3 separate regions of the Pan troglodytes genome follow, and all the other regions are linked to region 2. Evidence: chromatin contacts called from public capture Hi-C data. All regions are on one chromosome and are shown on one strand. The core of a region is the stretch at or near the end of the contact, and the rest is flanking DNA. Distances in the headings are between cores, read along the strand shown. Region 1 overlaps LOC104003328 (a long non-coding RNA gene). Region 2 overlaps ZNF536 (zinc finger protein 536). Region 3 overlaps URI1 (URI1 prefoldin like chaperone).

Region 1 (3,627 bases), core at 597-3,096, 920 kb after region 2:
TTGTAGCTCTGGTTGCTGTGTTCATGCGTACACTTAGGTTTTCTTTCTCTGAAAAGTCAGGGATGCCAGAAGGGGACCTTATCTCTCTTGGCTACTATTCTATTCCCCAGTCTGAAGGGGGAGCTGGCACTGGGAAGGCCCTGAGTCCATGTTTGTTTTCTGGGAATACCATTAAAGGTAACTGACCACTTTTGTTTGCATTGACTAGAAAGACAAGAAATGATGGCTTTAGCTGTATAATACTCTCCTCCAGGCACTTGAAACAGCCCTACCCAATCATATTAATGATAATCACTCGTGGTAACCAGTCTCTGAGTTGGCCCCAGTGATCCATGCCTACCAGCCTTCATGACTCTGTGCAGTCCCAGCCACATGGACGAATGTGTAGGGGTGTTGCAGTGATGGTGTGCAACCTTTAAGCCAGATCATGAAGACGCTGTGGCTTCTGCTTGGTTGTTTGGATCCTTCCCTCTGGAGGATGCCAGCTTCCTCATCAAGAGGACATTGGAACAGCCTGTGGAGAGCCCCACCTGCTGAGGCACTCAGGCCTCATGGCCAACAGCCCAGCCACATGAGAAAGTGGTCCTCTGGGAAGCACATCACCAGGCCCAAGCACCCCTTCAGATGACTACAGCCTCAAGAGAGGGCCCAAGCTAGAACCGCCCAGCTACAGCACTCTCAAATTCCTGACCCTTGGGAGCTGTGAGAGAGGATATTGGTCTTAAGCCACTAAGTTTTGCATTTGATATGCAGCAATAAATAACAACTACAGTGATACTGATGTTGTTCCTTAATAATACCAATTAGTGATGATTTCTTAGTCTTTTTTTTTTTTTTTTTTTTTTTTTAAAGAAATGGGGTCTTGCTATGTCTCCTAGGCTGGAGGGCAGTGATGCCATCATAGCTCACTGCAGCCTCAAACTCCTGGGCTCAAGTGATCCTCCTGCCTCAGCCTCCCGAGTAGCTGGGACTACAGGCACAGGCTACCACACCCGGCTAATTTTTAAATCTGTTGTAGAGACGAGGTCTCACTATGTTACCCAGGTTGGTCTTGAACTCCTAGGCCTTCCAAAGTGCTGGGGTTACAGGTGTGAGCCACGACGCCAGGCCCCACATTATCTTTTTTAAAAGATGCAGTATAAAACCTTAGCAAACAGTGTGCTCGCTTTGCAAATGCAGCTTTAAGAGAAGCCCCTTACCTTCCAGTGCCTTCCAATTGCATCGTTGCCCCCGAGTTCCTCCTACGCGGAAATCTGGTGCTTTCACTGTAAGAAAAGCAGGCATAAGAAAGTGAGAGGGTTGAAGTTCTATTTATTGCCACAGTCAAAGGGGGCAGCCAGAACAAACGCAGGGTTTCCGGGGAGTTAGCTGTGGAGCGCAGCAGAAAGGCCGCTGGGGTCTGGCTGGGAGGACAGATTTCCTTGGCGCGCTGTGCAGCAGCCTTCCCAGAGGATGGGGGCCGGGGGGGATGGGGGGCGAATTATTTCAATAATAAAGGAAAGGAAGATTTTTATTTTAGGTCAATAAAACAAAAAACTCGACCATAATTCGTTAATTTTATTGAAATGGCATGCAAATTACTTGATGAAACTTAGCAGAAAAGCGGCTCGGTGCAAACAACGAGCATTGTTTGGGAGCGCGTTTCCCGTTGGTCTCAAATCCACATACAATATTTCCTTAGTGCTTAATTATTTCCCCACTGCTCGCGTCTGCAGGGCTGAGCCCTTTGTCTGGCTCGCTTTGCACGCGGCGGGCAGCAAGTGCGGCGCCCTCCCCCGCGCCCGGCACAGATGGGGCCCCGGGGCCTTTGTTTTAGGGGTGGAGCGACAAGATCTGTAAAGCGGGCGCTGCAGGCCGGGTGCACGTGCTGCGGGCGCGGGGGTCCCCAGGCCGCCGTCCCCTTCCTTCCTCCGCCCCATTGTCTGCCGGCGTATGGGAAGCCGCTGCGCTCCCGCCGTGCGAGGGCTGTAATCTTTGAGGTTTCTGCAGATTTGTGGAGGAGCTTACTTGACAGCAATCTCTTGGCGTGCTCAGATCACTCTGCAAGCCTCTGGCACACGCAGGGCCGCCGCTAAAGCAAGGGCCTCTGGTCCCCCGGGCCTGCCCCGCGCAGCTCCTCCTGGCAGCTCCTCCAGCAAAGCACCTCAGCACCGAAAAATAAAATCCTACGGCGGGGATTTAGACCAGAGAGGAGTGAGGTTTTGGGGCCTGGCGCCTGCTTGAGCCTCGGGTAGGGGAGGGTCTTCCTTGGCTACTGGGTATGCTGTGGGCCCATGCTGCACCCCTAAATTCCTGACCCACAGGACCTGCCAAAGGTAATCCATCGCCCCAAAGTCACCCTATTCGGGTGGGATCTCTGCTTTCATAACAGAGAAGGGTCCCAGCAAGGGGACTGAGGAACGAATGTGTGCAAAACACTGGTTTCATTCTGAAGTCAGAAGTGTGGTTCCCCCATGCAGCTGGAATTTTGCAGGGACGGCCCGGCTATAAGATGGGTAATGCATGTAGAGTAGGAGGGAGGGCAGACCCCAGAGACCCCACCCCACTGCAGGTGAAACGCAAAAGAACGCCTTGCAGATTCCAAGGTGCCCACTCTTCCCGGCGCTCCAAACTATCAGGATGTTTTCCGTGCTGGAGGAGTCCCTGACATTTCCTCCTCTCTGATTTTCGCCATATTTACAACGTGTGTGTGTGTTTACCTTCCTGGACTTCCCTGCCTTCCAAAGGCGCTCTGCACCCAGTGCAAATGCCCTCACCCTCAGGGCCCTCTCAGGTCTCCCCATCTCTGCCAGCCGTGTGTTAAGCGAAGAACAGAGGCTTGAAGGCCAAGAGCCCTAGATTTCTGTTCTGATTGTGTTACTGACAGTGTGATCAAGGGCAGGTCCCTTCCTCTCTCTATTTTCGGGGTAGCCTAAGAAATCGTCTGAGAACTGGAGGGGCTCTGTCTAATCGAAGACTGTGACTGGGGAGCCTCGGTTCTTTGCAGGGCCCAGAACCTGCCCCTCCATCAGCAGTTCCAGACTCTGAGCCTGGGAGCGTGCATTACCAGGAACAAGGAGACACGGTGGCTACACGTGAAGGTGGGTTCTGATGATGCTAGATTGCTGTGGGCAGATATTCTGGGACTTCTCAGAGCCCTGAAATCCTTCCTTTGTGGAAAAGTCAACTGGGCCGAAAGCTGGACCTGATGTCCAAGATTTGAGGGTCACCCTTCCCCACGGGTGGGGTCTTCTTGGAGGGGGAGACCTTCACTGTTGGAGTCAGCAAGCCCATTCCTGAATCCCAGCTCTGCCTCTAGCAGCTGCGGGTGTCTGCAGCCTCTAATTTAACCAAGAAAATCTCCAGCCCCCTGCTTTTCAAGGTGGAGCTACCACCTGAAATAGGATGTGACCTAGCCTGAATGTGCCTAGAAGTTTCAGCTCCTCTGTTTTCATGATCACTAGTATTAGTGTTTCATGATCACTAGTATTTACCTTCTCAAAATATAGTTTGTCGGCCGTGTGCCGTGACTCATGCCTGTAATTCCAGCACTTTGGGAGGCCAAGGTGGGTGGGTCACTTGAGGGCAAATCGCTTGATATCAGGCGTTCAAGACCGGCCTGGACAACATGGCGAAACCCCGTCCCTA
Region 2 (3,947 bases), core at 643-3,142:
CCCCAGTAGCACTGAGACCCATTACAGCAACAATCGCCCGGTTAAAAGAACTAAAGACCTAGATAGCCACCGCCCAGGGAAGCAGAAAGGTCTTTTTGGTTTCACCTTTATTTCATCACTCAACCAGGTGCAGTCATGGAGAAATCTTTGAATACAAGCATTCCACAGTTCTTTCGCTTTAGGAACCACGAATGTTGACTTAGGCTGTGTTTTGCCACATCTGACTCCAACGCAACCCACCAGTTTCCAGGAGAGACTGGGGATGGGGTGAATAAGGGGGGTGGTGAGGGGTGAATAAGGGGGGTGGTGAGGAATGAAGAGGGCCAAGTGGGATGATGATCAGATGATTGCATGCACTAATGAACATTCCAGATTTTGTGATGATCCCCAATACTGCCCACCTAGGAACTGGGTGATTACTATGCCGGGCGATCACACCTGTTGGATGTACCTAGGTGAAGGTCAGGCTCCCTCCCCACTGGGCCCCACGCAGCCTGGGCACCAGCCCTTGGCTCACACCTGCTGCCAGGTAGCAGCCAGGGAGACTTCTTATGCAGCCCGCTTGTTTCAAAGGAGCGTCGGCGACAGGGAGGGGAGGATCTCAAGACCTTTAATTAGCTGGGAATTGCACCCTCTCTAGTGGCTTGCTTGTGAGAACTAGAGAGCTAAGGAACAGCTCCTCAAAGAGGAAGATGGCACTTGCCAGAAGGCAGAGCTAAAGCACGCAGGTGAATCCTGGGTTCTGATGGGGCAAGAGTTCTCCATTCCAGCAAACTCCAGACAAGAGCCAGCAGCAGGGGGGCACGCAGCCTCCACCATTGCACATGCCCTGTGTGTGCCAGGGAAGTGACCCTCTTTTCCTGGGGTCTAACTTCCCTGTCTGCAAACTCTTGTGTTATGAGCAAGGCAGGCTGGGCGGGACCCCTTGGCGGAGAAGGGAAGAGCCACACCTCCCTAAGGAAGTGACTCCCACCTCTCTTCCATCACCTGCTCCTAAGGGAGTGACTCCCACCTCTCTTCCGTCCCCTGCTCCTAAGGGAGCGGCTCCCACCTCTCTTCCATCCTCTGCTCCTAAGGGAGCGGATCCCACCTCTCTTCTATCTCTTGTCCCAGACATTCTAGTTTTTCAAGAGAACCTGAAAGCCTGGATTTGTACATTTAAAAAATCTTTCATTTTTAAACTGTGTGCAACCAATTGAAAGCAAAAGTGTAATATCGGACAAGTCAAACAAAACACAACTGTGAGCTGGCTCCAGCCATCAGGCCACTCTTCAAGTTTCATTGCACTCATAGGCCTCTCAGAGGGCCCCACCTAACCTTCCATGCCCTGTGTCTGCTTGTCTCCCCGAAAGCAGATGTGCAGTGAGAAGACAGATGCTACACCCAGATCTAATGTGTGGTCTCTGGATCAGCAGCACAGCCATGACCCTGGAGCTGAAGGGCAGGATAGAGGGTCCTCCCCAGAACTACTGAGTCAGAATCTGCATCATAGCAAGATCCATGGGGATCTGGTTGCACATGAGACTTTGAGAAACACTTGTCTAAAAACAAGTAAGATAAAAGAGTCAAGCATGGTGAAACCCTCTCTCCTCTCCAGGACTTGGAAATGCCCAGATAACGGCACCTTCCCTCATGTTTAATCTTTTCCACCCAACCTTACTAGGCTAGAAATAGCCGCCATTCAGTCCTGGGAGGATCCTGGATTCTGACGGGGCATGGAGAGTGGATGCAGCACTGTCACTGGGTTCCCCGCCTTGGTGTTACAGCTTCCACTGCCCACACGGGGAGTAAGAAGTTGGTTTCCAGAATAATCCCTCTCTGGCTTCCATCGCTGCAGGAGACTTTACAGCCACCAGGGATGACCCCAAGCCCACGCCCCAGGTGAAGGTCAAGCAACCGGAACAATGCCACTCAGCTCAGATCACTAGGACAGGAAGCCCAGGAAAATTCCCTTCGGAGATCAGCCTTCTACGAAACTAGAAGTTGCATGCTACTGACTCCAGACCCAGGAGAGGCAGACACAGCACACACAGTAAAGGGGGAAAAGTTTCCTGGTGAGTCCTACAGAATGACGGGGCTCATTCACTCCTTAGAAAAGCACCTCTCTGCATCCATGGGGGCCTCAGGATGATGGTGGAAATGCCTGCTGCCATCTCAGCTTTACTTCCGCGACTCTCCCCAGATCCCCAGGCCTCGTCAGCAAAGACACATCTATCGATAATTACAGAATACACAGCTTTGGGGGGCATTTCCCTTCCATTCACGACATTTAGTGGTGTCAGTCTGAGCATAAATACAATTAGATTTGAGAGTTCTATTACAAAAGCCAATAAAGCGGGCCTCAGTAGAGATTCTAAAATTACTTAACTTTTCTTTAGAAAAATATTAAAACAGTATTATCACATCAATGAGAAGAAAAGACAGCAAGATAATAAAGTTATGTTAAACCTCCCTGTATTTACTCATGTGTGAAACAGTTATGTCTGGTCACATAATTGCAATGGTTCTGAGAAATATTTCATATTTTATAATGAACATTAAAAGAGTTTGTGGATCATTACTTTATATGAGTTCCAAAGTTATTACATAAAACCCAATAGGAATGGTTATAAATTATCAGATCCTCTGGCCTGGCCTTGGTAAACATAACATGAAGACTGAGACATTTCAGCAGACAAGATTCATGAGAAGAGGTAAAAATTCTTCCTGCATTTTAAGGAGAAAAGAAGACCAGAGTACTTGTAACCAGCTCTTAGCATTTTTGTTTCTGTTTCAAAGAAATTCTATTGAACCACTTGCTTAAGCCACACACACACAAAGCTTCTGTTAGAACAAAAGAGAATTTCCTTTAGACACTGCCCTCATCTCCCCATTTTTCATTATCCTATCTGTGGCCTTAAGGTCACTGCCAAATTCTTGAATTTTTCAACACAGTGTGGGTTTAAAATGCTGTACTTAGCAGGCTCATACGATACCCAACAATTCTTTATTTTCAAAAGGAGATCCTCTCTTTGAAATCTGAAAATATGGCATCTTTACAGAAATTGGAGAGTTGATAACATTCTGAGGAAGTTTTCTTTTGGGGTCTGCAGAATAGGTTTGTAGACAGCATTTTAATTACAAACTATCATTCGTGAACCACGGTTAAGCATGAAATGGATGCTATTCAATTTCCTCGTGCTTATTCTCTTTTTAAAAAATAAATCACAGCATTATATTTTGTTCTGAAAAATCACACCTGGAGCTTCCCTTCCTCCCTCCCCCTTGCTTTCTGCAAGGTGAAAGAGTTAAGTATCGGAAGAATAGCAGCTGGGTAAACAAAGTTAAGGACCAGAGAAGTAACGTCGAATCTTCTTGTCAGCATCCAAGAGGCACAGTGCCCAACTGGGCCTTTGGAGATGCTGAAAATTGGGGCGCTTTCTGATGAAACACACAGGCAACATTTGCTACCTGGTTCTAGGAAATACAGGCACCTCCCTCGCCTTTGTCCAAAGCAGCCCCGCTTCCGGTACCTGTGGAGTGAAGGTGGGCGCCCGCCCTCCAGGACCCCACCTAACCCCTGTGAGGCTCCCCTACCTGCCAACTCCCAACCTTATCCCGGGTTCTCCCCTTTATGTGGCGCAGCTGTTGGTGAGGCTTTCTCAGCAAACAGATGTCTTTTGGAGAATTTAAAGCTCTGAGTTGGAGGCCAGATTCTGACTGTACTTTGAATTATGTCTGCCTCGATCATTATGCAGTCATTCACATATATTTTAGACATCAATATTGTCTTGAAATATTCTCGAGTTCTCAATGCTATTTATATGCTTCCATTCTCTCCTTTGCTTCTGCTCTGACAGTATGCTCCAACGTCCCAGAGTCACTGACGACTTGCAGATCATTTTAACACATATTTTCATTGGTGAGGGCTTTGCCATTTCATTTAACATGATTTCTCGCTAAATTGA
Region 3 (3,807 bases), core at 1,038-3,537, 720 kb after region 2:
AAGAAAAGGACAGTCTCTTTAATAAATGGTGCCTTACGTAGGAAGAATATATATGGAAAAGGAAAAAAAAAAACACAAATGGTGCCAAGGAAGCTGGATATCCACATGCAAAAGAATGAAGTTGGACCCTTGCCTTACACTATGAATAAAAATTAACTCAAGATTGATCAAAGACCTGAACGTAAGACCTAAAGTCAAACTCAGAAGAAACCATAGGGGCAATCATGATCTTAGATTTGGCAATGGTTTCTCAAATAGGCCACCAAAAGCACGGGTAGCAAAAGAAAAAAACTGTAAATTGGATGTCATCAAAATTAAAAACTTTTATGCATCAAAGGACACTATCAACTGGGCTCATTGGTTCATGCGTGTAATCCCAGCACTTTGGGAGGATGAGGTGGGCAGATCACTTAAGGTCAGGAGTTCAAGACCAGCCTGGCCAACATGGTGAAACCCCATCTCTACTAAAAATACAAAAAATTAGCCTGGTGTTGGGTGGCACCTGTAGTACCAGCTACTTGGGAGGCTGAGGCAGGATAGTCACTTGAACCCTGGAGGCAGAGGTTGCAGTGAGCTGAGATCACACCACTGCACTCCACCCTGGGAGACAGAGCAAAACTCCGTCTCAAAAAAAAAAAAGAGACACTGTCAAGAGAGTGAAAAGATAACACACAGAACGAGAAGAAACACTTGCAAATCTTGTATCTTATATATAAGGGTTTAATATCAAGCATATATATATTGCACTGTTTTTTTGTTGTCGTTGAGTTGTAGGAGTTTCATGGAAAACCCCAAAATGAGCAAAGAACTTGCATAGCTATTTCTCCAAAGAAGATATACAAATGGTCAATAGGCACATGAAAAGATGCTCAATATCACTAATTACTAGTGAAATGCAAATCTGAATCACAATGACAGACCATCTCACAGCTGCTAGGATAGCTATTATTTTTTATTTTTTTATTTTATTTCTTTAATTTTTTGAGATGGAGTCTCACTCTGTGGCCCAGGATGGAGTGCAGTGGCACTATCTCAGCTCACTGCAACCTCCACCTCCTGGGTTCAAGCCATTCTCCTGCCTCAGCCTCCCAAGTAGCTGGGATTACAGGCACCTGCCACCACACCCCGCTAATTTTTGTATTTTTAGTAGAGATGGGGTTTCACCATGTTGGCCAGGCTGGTCTCCAACTCCTGACCTCAAGTAATCTCCCACCTCAATCTCCCAAAGTGCTGGGATTACAGGCATGAGTCACCGCACCCAGCCTTAAATTTTTTTTTAATTAATGGAAAATAAATGTTGGCAAGGATGTAGAGAAATTGAAACTCTGTTTCATTCCTGGTGGGAAGATAAAATGGTACAGCCATTCTGGAAGACAGTTTGGCAGTTTCTTACAAAGTCAAACATAGACTTATACAACCCAGCAATCACAATCCCAGGCATTACCCAACTGAGTTGAAAATTTGTGTCAATACAAAAACCTCTATGCAAATATTCATAGCAGCAAAGCAAGAACACGGTTTCAATATACATGTGTTTAGTGACCATGATAATGTGCAAACCAAGAATTGCCTGTTTTGAATGTGTTACTTCCTGTCTTGGAGCCTCACTTTCTCTAAATAAGAGGAAGAGCCTGAAGATTCCTGAGAGGTTTCCTACTTTGCTGGTGAAGGAACTTGGGAGTCTGCAAATGTCCCTAAATGAGTTCTGGATGTCACCTTGACCTGGCTTCACACTTAGAGTTGCCAGGTTTAGCAAATACAAATATAGGTCATTCAATTAAATTTGAATTTCAGATAAACAACAAGTAATCTTTTAGTATAAGTATGTCCATGTAATATTTGGAGCACCCTTCTACCGAAAAGAAAATTCATGGTTTATCTGAAATTCAAATTTAATACAGCCTCTTGTATTTTATCTGGCAATCCTATTCCCACTACTGCCCTTGAGAGCCTCCCCGCTTCCCCTCCACATCCATCCTCCTATGTTGCTTTGAAAATAAACAAGCATCAGGGACTGACACACTGATTTCAAAGTCCCTGCCACTTAAATGGATCCCTTTCATCTACCAGGAACTGAAGATGGAAACAAGTGGGCGGGGACAAAAGAGAGCTGAGTGAAGGGAGGTGGTGGAAAGGAAAGGGGCGTTTCGTGACATCGGCCCAGACTGCTGTCTCCACTGAGGCTCAGGGGCCTCAGGGTTGGCCTCCTGCACTCCTTCTCAACCTTGGACGCATGTTGGGAGCTCCGAAAAATAATGCTTGGGCGTGACCTGGGCGGTGGGAAGTTTTTAAGCTTCTCTAGTGATTCCTCGAAACAGCCTAGGCTGCTGTTTTCTTGCTGCTAGCAAACCAGCCAAACTCAGTGGCAAAAATCACCGCTCCCAGCCAGGCAGCCGGGCAGCTCTCATTCAGAGGCTCATGCAGCTGAGGTCATCTTGAAAACTTCTGCTTGCACATATCTGGACTTGAGATTAACTGTCACCTGGGATCTCAGTAGGGCAGTCAACCAGATCACCTGTATGTGGCCTTGGCTTATAGCCTGGGCTTCTTTGCAGCACGCCTGTTGAGTTCCAAGGGAGCCAGACAGAAGTGGCATGGCCTTTTCTAATCTAGCCTGGAGTGTCGTGTAGTATCCCTTCAGCCACATTCTACTCATCAGAAGCAAGTCACTAAGGCCAGCTCACATTCAAGAGGGAAGGAATTAGGCCGGGCACCGTAGGTCACGCCTAATCCCAGCATTTTGGGAGGCCGAGGTGGGCAGATCACTTGAGGTCAGGAGTTTGAGACCAGCCTGACCAACATAACAAAACCCCATCTCTACTAAAAATACAAAAATTAGCTGGGCATGATGGCAGGCGTCTGTAATCCCAGCTACTGGGGAGGCTGAGGCATGAGAATTGGTTGAACCCAGGAGGTGGAGGTTGCAGTGAGCTGAGATCACGCCATTGCACTCCAGCACTCTAGCCTGGGCGACAGAGTGAGACTCTGTCTCAAAAAAAAAAAAAAGCCGGGTGCAGTGGCTCATGCTTGTAATCCCAGTACTTTGGGAGGCCGAGACAGGTGGATCACCTGAGGTCAGGAGTTCGAAACCAGCCTGGCCAATATGGTGAAACCCCGTGTCTACTAAAATAAAAGATTAGCTGGGTGTGGTGGCATGTGCCTGTAATCCCAGCTACTCAGGAGGCTGAGGGAGAAGAATCACTTGAACCTGGGAGGCGGAGGTTGCAGTGAGCCGAGATTGCACCACTGCACTCCAGCCTGAGCAAGACAGCAAGACTCCATTTCAGAAAAAAAAAAAAAAAAAGAGGGATGAAATTAGACTTCATCTCTTGATGGGACAAATGCCAAGGAATTTGTGATCCTATGTGAAGACCACCACAGCTACCACTGGAATAAAGTCTCCAGAATCCATTCTCCTGTCTACACTCCCCCAGCCCAAGCCACCATCACTGCTCACCTGGGAAGTCCAGTAGCCTCTGCAGGGTCTCCCTGCCTCCCATCTCCCACCCCAGGCTGTCCTCCACACTGCAGCTGGAGTCTCGAGCCCAGAGAGTGGAGTCCACGGCCCCCACAAGCTGGTCTTTGTGTCTCCAATTCATTCGCATCCTCAAGCTCCCAGGCAGAGCCAGACTCAGTACAAGCAGGTGCCCTCCCGAGCCATGCATGAGCCTAGCTCCTGCCAGACAGGCACGTCATCCCTTGGTAGGGAGCCACAAAACTTCCCAACCCCCATCCCTCGCTCCTCCTTCAGGACCTGACCCAGACCCCTCTCCAGGGAAGCCTTCTCTGAGCATCCCCAAGGTGGGT

What was found. Capture Hi-C pulls out chosen DNA fragments and counts their contacts.
Region 1: a capture Hi-C map of stem cell-derived neural stem cells shows a contact between it and region 2, with 4 times the contacts expected there. The contact joins two enhancer-like sites. A contact is called at or near these places in 2 of 7 Hi-C or Micro-C datasets (blood and stem cell-derived neural progenitor cells), 1 of 1 datasets of contacts at active chromatin or transcription factors (stem cell-derived excitatory neurons) and 1 of 1 other capture datasets (stem cell-derived neural stem cells).
Region 3: a capture Hi-C map of stem cell-derived neural stem cells shows a contact between it and region 2, with 4 times the contacts expected there. The contact joins two enhancer-like sites. A contact is called at or near these places in 1 of 1 datasets of contacts at active chromatin or transcription factors (stem cell-derived excitatory neurons) and 1 of 1 other capture datasets (stem cell-derived neural stem cells).

What each region holds. Positions count from the first base shown.
Region 1 is chr20:32,821,605-32,825,231 of NHGRI_mPanTro3-v2.0_pri, reverse strand. It overlaps LOC104003328 (a long non-coding RNA gene), which reads right to left. Exons shown (of 5, transcript XR_010153570.1): 2 at 3,474-3,627; 3 at 2,008-2,165; 4 at 1,200-1,265. Among named protein-coding and RNA genes, the nearest start is that of C19H19orf12, 8.4 kb to the right of the region's middle. Within about 2 kb of position 1,846, at least 15 of the 24 cell types and tissues checked have an H3K27ac peak or open chromatin away from gene starts, as enhancers often do. A contact at or near this core is called in stem cell-derived neural stem cells, where this site is marked.
Region 2 is chr20:33,741,011-33,744,957 of NHGRI_mPanTro3-v2.0_pri, reverse strand. All of the region lies in intron 5 of ZNF536 (zinc finger protein 536), which reads right to left. Among named protein-coding and RNA genes, the nearest start is that of ZNF536, 430 kb to the right of the region's middle. Within about 2 kb of position 1,892, at least 1 of the 24 cell types and tissues checked has an H3K27ac peak or open chromatin away from gene starts, as enhancers often do. A contact at or near this core is called in stem cell-derived neural stem cells, where this site is marked.
Region 3 is chr20:33,019,966-33,023,772 of NHGRI_mPanTro3-v2.0_pri, reverse strand. The region is part of intron 1 of URI1 (URI1 prefoldin like chaperone); the gene reads right to left. Among named protein-coding and RNA genes, the nearest start is that of URI1, 5.1 kb to the right of the region's middle. Within about 2 kb of position 2,287, at least 4 of the 24 cell types and tissues checked have an H3K27ac peak or open chromatin away from gene starts, as enhancers often do. A contact at or near this core is called in stem cell-derived neural stem cells, where this site is marked.